2 separate regions of the Bombyx mori genome follow, and region 2 is linked to region 1. A link is a contact called in public Hi-C data. All regions are on one chromosome and are shown on one strand. Each heading gives the region's core, a stretch centred on a gene start, on an enhancer-like site or on the middle of the called end of the contact. The rest is flanking DNA. Distances are from core to core; before and after follow the strand shown.

The links. A called contact is a pair of places that touch in the nucleus more often than the background predicts.
Region 2: a Hi-C map of whole pupa shows a contact between it and region 1, with 2.1 times the contacts expected there. The contact joins two enhancer-like sites. A contact is called at or near these places in 2 of 7 Hi-C or Micro-C datasets (both in whole pupa).

What each region holds. Positions count from the first base shown.
Region 1 is chr10:14,279,621-14,283,226 of ASM3026992v2, reverse strand. -w-2 (scarlet) reads left to right here. Exons shown (of 14, transcript NM_001256993.2): 10 at 1,199-1,426; 11 at 2,006-2,141. Among protein-coding and RNA genes, the nearest start is that of LOC134199555, 10 kb to the right of the region's middle. Within about 2 kb of position 2,071, at least 4 of the 8 cell types and tissues checked have open chromatin away from gene starts, as enhancers often do.
Region 2 is chr10:14,362,636-14,366,241 of ASM3026992v2, reverse strand. It overlaps wh3 (ATP dependent transmembrane transporter protein), which reads left to right. Exons shown (of 13, transcript NM_001043569.1): 3 at 1,833-2,071. Among protein-coding and RNA genes, the nearest start is that of wh3, 20 kb to the left of the region's middle. Within about 2 kb of position 1,916, at least 1 of the 8 cell types and tissues checked has open chromatin away from gene starts, as enhancers often do.

The sequences.
Region 1 (3,606 bases), core at 822-3,321:
CGTCATAGATTAATAATACCCACAACACATAAATACCTTATTAATTAAAATCAATCATCATCGGAACCACACAATCGTGTTTTTATTCGAGGCTGAACCAGTTTTATCTCCAGTTGAAAAAAATTATGTCGCAAAAATCATTCGTAAGGTGTGTTTGTATGTTGGTAATAATGTGAGTGTGATGCGAAATGAATAATTATACTGACTATACATGCTCAGTTCCACTGCCAGATTGATGTAGACTGTGATCACGTTTATTAGCGTTCAATAGCACCTGTGAGCACCATTCACGTTACGTACATGAGGTCAAAGTCTCCGTTGTATTCTCTAATGATGATCGCATCCTTCAAACCGAAGCGCATTACTGCTATGCGGCAGAAATAGGTATTAGGGTCACCCGGGCGCGCTCACAAGACGTCCTTTTTTATTTTTTTATTGCTTAGATGGGTGGACGAGCTCACAGCCCACTTGGTGTTAAGTGGTTACTGGAGCCCATAGACATCTATAACGTAAATGCGCCACCCACCTTAAGATATAAGTCCTTAGGTCTCAGTATAGGTACAACGGCTGCCCACCCTTCAAACCGAAACGCATAACTCTTCACGACAGAAATAGGCAGGGTGGTGGTACCTACCCGTGCGGACTCACAAGAGGCTCTACCACCAGTAAAGTGTTCTTCCTCTTTTTCTCCACCTTATCCCACCAGGTGGGGTCGGCACAGCGAATTTTTCTGTTCCATTCATTCTTCTGTCAACTGTCATCTTAACACTCACTCCCCTCTCTTTCTCTCATATCGTCCTACTCGTACAGACTCACAAGTAGCGACTGCGCCATTTTAACTTTTGCGGATTTCATTTTTATCATCCGAAGTCATTCGTTAATAACATATTGTTATGTTAAATTTATGTCAACCATACCATTTATGTCAAAAATATCATTAGCAACATTGGTACCCGCATGCGCGATTCTAATCCCAGCATAGTTGCATCGCTGGATACGAAATCACGACACATAAGTTGTTCTATAATTAAGCTAAAGCTATAATAAGTGTACAATATATGTTCGTATATGCAACATTCGGCATGACGGTCCGAAGAGAGAATTTGTTCGAATTCAAATGTGTGATCCTTGTCATGTATTGTAATAGCAATCAAAAGGAATATCTTAACTGTGGTTTCCCATTTTCTTTCAATTCCAGGCTATAGCTTTAACAGCTGGCGTTTGTTTCTTGGGCACGCCCCGACTAACACAAGCCGGGGTTCAAGACGTCCAAGGGGCTCTGTTCATCATCATAGCTGAGAACACGTTCAGCCCCATGTATTCAGTTCTTCACATGTTTCCTGAGGAGTTTCCGTTGTTCAACAGAGAACTTAAGGCTGGACTGTACTCCACGCCGGTCTATTATACTGCCAGAATGATCGCTTTGGTGAGAAAGGCTCTTTTACATTACAGATAAATTCTTTTTCTGTTAGTGAATTATATATCTCTGTAGCTGCGACCTCTTTAAACTACCACGCATACGAATTAGCCGTTCGTAGTATTAGCGGTTTTATCATAATAAACTTTAAGGTTACGAATAGAAGTAGTTTATTATCAACTAGTTACACTTTTTCCATTTCTATTTTCATGGCGTAACGTGCAGGGGAGAACTGTGTCCAGCAGTGGGACGCCATCCTTATGGCATTTCGCGGTGTTAAACCTATCACCATACTGAATTTTGTCGAAAATATTTCTGTGATTTGAGTGTGAAAACTTTCAATTTCTGATAGCATAAAAATAATTCTCCAAGAAAAAACTTTTTTGACTGCTTAAGTGGGCGGACCAGCTCACGGCCCACCTGATGTTAATTGGTTACCGGAGCCCATAGACATCTACAAAGTAAATGCCACCACCCACTTTGAGACATGAGTTCTAAGGTCTCTTGCGTTCCAATACCATACCCGAACGTTTAAGGCCATAGTTTTAAAGCTTTCATTGACACTAATCGTGGTGCGCCACTGGACAGTTCCCAGGGCTGTTGATAGAGCCGGTGCTGTTCACTGGTGTGGTGTATTGGCTCGCCGGGCTACGGTACAGTGCCTACGCCATCGGATTGACCATATTCATCTCGATTCTGGTGCTCAACGTCGCCATAGCGTGCGGTAAGATCCTTCATTATTATTTTTTTGCTTAAATGGGAGGATGAGCTCACAGCCCACCTGACTTTACTGGAGCCCATAGAAAACTACAACGTAAATGCCGCCACCCACTTTGAGATATGAGTTCTAAGGTCTCAATATAGTTAAAACGAGTGCCCGTCTGGATCGTTAAGACGATCTGGTGGAATGCATCACCTCGTCAGACTGAGTGTATTTATGACTCCTGAAAGAACCATAAAAACTCAGTGAAATTAAGATAGATTTTGCGGAGCGCCAAGCAAAGCCCCTTATTGTCTAATCTAAGTTATGGAACGTATTTTTCCCCACATTTACATTCGACGACAATGCATTAAAATATCTTTACGCTTTATCTTAACGCTTTCTCCATTTCTTACTTTGGGGTAATGGAATGTAGTCTATTTGTTTCTCTCCGTAATATTTGATTTTTGTACACGAAGTCCGAGAAATTTGATACTTTTGAAGTCTCCCTCTAAAGTTCTTTTTTTAAAGTTCTTCTTCTTCTTTTTCTCCCCCTTATCCCACTAGGTGGAGTTGGCACAGCGAATTTTTCTATTCCATTCTCTTCTATCAGCCGTCATCTCAATACTCACTCCTCTCTCTCTCTCTCATGTCATCCTTGACATACTCCATCTACGTCTATTTCGGTCGACCACTTCCCCCTCTACCTTGCACTACCATTTCCATACATATCCTAGTCACATGCATCTTCTCTCTACGCATCACATGTCCATACCATCCCAAACGCACACTCCTCAGCTTCTCTGTCACAGGTGCCACTGTCAGACTTCCTCTAACATATTCATTCCGTATTCTATCCATTCTCGTTACTCCACACATCCATCGCAACATTCAAGATTTACTTAGAATTCAAGATTTAGTAGGTTTTAAATTGTGTTTTCTATGAAAATATTGTTCTTCATTTATCGAAGACCTGAATGATTTTTTACTTCTACTGTTATTCGTATTATTCTTCTTCTTCTTCTACATAAAGTACCTCTGTAGGTAGTTCAGTAATTTGGTCGCGCTCGTCTAGACAATTGTATAATATCTCTTTCACCTTGTGATGTTCCTTAACTAGTAACATAAGAGAATAATATATTATTAAATACATATTCATGTGAAACTCGAAATAAATAAAATAATTTCGATATTTAAATCTATAAATATTAATGAATGTCATTGAACTTAACGAAAAAAAAAATAAGAAAATAAAAAAAATGTAAATGTCTTCGTTTAATATGATATGCGTATTTGGTCACCAGACGTCAATATAGTTGACCAGTTTTATCGTTTGCATAAACGTAAATATTTTGTTTTGAGTAGATGGAATTTGCTAACAACTACCCGAGCGCCTCCTAAGGAGACCTAACAACTCAAGGGTAACTGCTTCGCGAATGAATCTAACATTATTCAAAGCTGATGGAAATCCATAATCTTATCAATCCGG
Region 2 (3,606 bases), core at 667-3,166, 83 kb before region 1:
TTAATTATAACACAAAATTTACTAAATCTATCTATTTTTACATTCTATCACTTCTTATTCTAATATTTTATTATGTACAACACTTATCATTTAAAAATTCTTGCACACTATAATAAGCCTTATCTATCAGCCATAAATATAATTTTCTTTTAAATTGAGTTAGTGGAAGATCTCTTATGCTGTTTGGTATCTTATTAAATATTCTGATAGTCATAGGATAACAGTTTGTATGGTAGTAACGAGTATTTATACTTGGTAACATTAGTTTAGTAGGGTATCTTGTATTAAATTGACAGTACTCGCCACACGATTTATATAATTGTGGGTGCTTTTTAACAAACAAACAACATTCTTGTATATATATGGATGGTACAGTTAAAATATTATGTTTTTGGAAGAATGGTTTACAAGAAGTCAGAGGATGAATATTGCACATGGCACGAACACATTGCTTTTGTGCAATGAACACTCTATTTATGTGACTAGAATTTCCCCAGAGGGGTATACAGTATCTGATATTTGAGGCGACATATCCATGATAGGCCTGTAATGCAGTTTTTAAATTACATATTTTTGTAAGTCGCCAAAGTGCATATGAGAATCGATTAATTTTACTACAAGTAATATCTATGTGAAGATTCCAGCTACATTGATTATCCACATTTAATCCTAAAAATGTTATGCTATTACATTCATTTAGTGTGTTATTATTATAAGTTATATTTAAGTTATTAATAAATTTGTGTCTATTATAGAATTGTATATATCTCGTTTTGTCTAAATTAGCTTTTAAGTTATTCTTATTCATCCAATCTATGACCTTACTAACAGTAGCATTTATCTCATCATTTAAATCTAGTGTGGCATCTTTGGTGATTACAACGGCTATATCATCAGCAAATAAGCTGCATGGGTAATGTATGTGTTCTGGGAGATCATTTATATAAATGATAAAGAGTAGCGGTCCTAAAATGCTCCCTTGTGGGACACCTACTTTATTATACGCTAATGAAGATTTAAAAGCCACTTCTTCATTGTTATTATCAATATCCCTAATTTCAACATATTGTTGTCTGTTGCTTAGATAACTACTAAGCCATTTTTCAGCTATCCCTCTAATGCCATAATTATTACACTTCCGTAGAAGAATGTTATGGTCAACAAAGTCAAAGGCTTTGGTCATGTCAAAGAAAACTCCAACCGTGGGTATTTTTCTGTCTACATTTTCAGTAATTTTACTAATGAGTTTAAAAGCTGCTAGTGTAGTAGATTTGCCTTTTTGAAAACCGTGTTGTTCAGATTTTATAACTTCAGATTTATTAAGAAAAGTTGTGAGTCTAGAATGCATGATTTTTTCGAATATTTTTGCAAGTATAGGTATTAAAGTAATCGGTCGGTAGTTATTGATGCATTCCTTATGTCCTTTTTTGTATATAGGTTTCACTATTGAGATTTTCAATTTATCAGGAAATGTACCTTCAGTTAATGAAAGATTGATAATATGACAGAGTACAGGTGTAATGGCTATTGCACATTGTTTTAGTATAAAGGTGGGCAGTTCATCATAACCTGTTGAGTTAGTATTATTGAGAGAATGAATTGTTTTATAAATTTCCTCACATGTAGCTGGCATTAAAAATATACTTGAGCTAGATATATTTATGTTTTGTGTATTTATTGCTTGTATATTATTATAGTTTTTGTTTTCATCATTTGTTATTTCAATGTAACAAATGATGAAAACAAAATAAAATATATATTTTTAACTAGAAATATATTATTTCAATCTTTTATACTTTTTTATTCATTAAAATTATCTCGACTCATAACAGTAAACGGAGCGGCCTATCCTGGTGAACTGCTGGCCATCATGGGATCGTCGGGAGCCGGAAAGACCACACTCCTCAATACGCTTACGTTCAGAACGCCCGGTGGTGTTGTCGCCACTGGTACCAGGGCGTTGAATGGGCAACCGGCCACTCCTGACGCTTTGACAGCGCTGTCGGCTTATGTCCAGCAACAGGATCTGTTCATAGGCACTTTGACCGTGCGAGAGCATTTGGTATTTCAGGTAATTACGGTTTGTTTAATTAAATATTACGACATTAACTGCGCGGAAAATTTCACGTACCTACCTAACTGGAAACTAGTGGCTTTGACAACGAATTAGCCGTAAATTTGTTTTTCTTGGTTCGTAGTAGTGGTAAATATTTCGTAACTTTTAAGTTATGTATCAGCGTTCTCTATTTAAAAAATACAATTGGATAACGGACTAATAAAGGAAGGAATTAAAAGCTTGTTGCGGGTTCATACTTCAACTTCACGGGTTTGAGGCTCTTTAGAGCAATCCTAAGCATGAAGTTTTGTATGATCGTTTTTGAATAAAAAAATCTGGTCGTACGTGCACGTGTTGTACCTTAAAAGAAAATAAAAATCCTTCGCTCTGAATATAGCTTTATTGAAGCGACCAGTCCAAAATACAGTCCACGCTCTACACACAAGCCTCAAATATAAGTACTGAATGATGAGCTCGTTGTTCAGTGACGCTGGATATGTTCCTTAGTCGTAAAACTTGAGCAACATTAATCGAGGAACAATTGAATAGAACGTTTATTTACTCAAATAAATAATAGATAAAAAAAAACTAAATAATAGTTTAAAAGTAGTTATAAATATTTTATGAACAGATATGAGTAGAAGGGTTATTTTGATAATATCCTGAAAAGCTTTTTTTTACAATAAAATCATTTTTTCTTACACTATTTTTAATTCAAATTTATTAAAATGTATTTTCTATATGTTAAGTTGGATTTTCTATAAAAGCGTATTTTGTTAGTTTTTTTTAAAGTATTATTTATTTTTCATTTTTTAGTTGAATTTCAATTTCTTCAATATATTTTTTCAAATATTTAATTGTCATCGGTCCATAATAAATATACCAAATTTCGAGTTAATCCGACGTTTTGAAGGGGGTCAAAATCATGTTCAAAGATTCCGTTACATACATACGTCTGAAGCTAATAAAAGCGTATTAAAAATGCAATACAGTACATATTTGGCGACTTTAAGACATTATTATTTGTGCGTCATTCACTTTCTCCACGTCCCTGTCATCGTAAATTCGTTTTAATGATACAGGTGTTATAGTATTCAATAAATAAAAGAATGTATGAATAATAAAATTCGTTCCGTCTCGAGGCAAATGAGCACGTTACACAACACGCTAGAACAAAAACAGTAGAAGCTTCGAAAACTAAACGGAGACGAATCCGGTTTACGAGGCCTTGACCAGTGAAAAAAAACATATTTTCTATAAAACTGTGTTAAGACGTCTCTGTTTTAAAACAAGTTAATTCTAATCCGTGATAAATATATTTTTTGGTATTTCTTTGTGGTAATAACGCAGTGAGTGACTCCTGCGTTAACAAGCATAGTTGCTTCTCGGATGAAGGGATTCCAATAGGTTATAGGACCACGTTAATCCATATGCATTGGCATTTACAGGATAGTTAATTCATAGACATGTACATAAATTTTCTGGTGGTAGGACGTCTTGTGAGTCCGCACGTGTGGGTACCACCACCCTGCCTATTTCGGCCCTGAAGC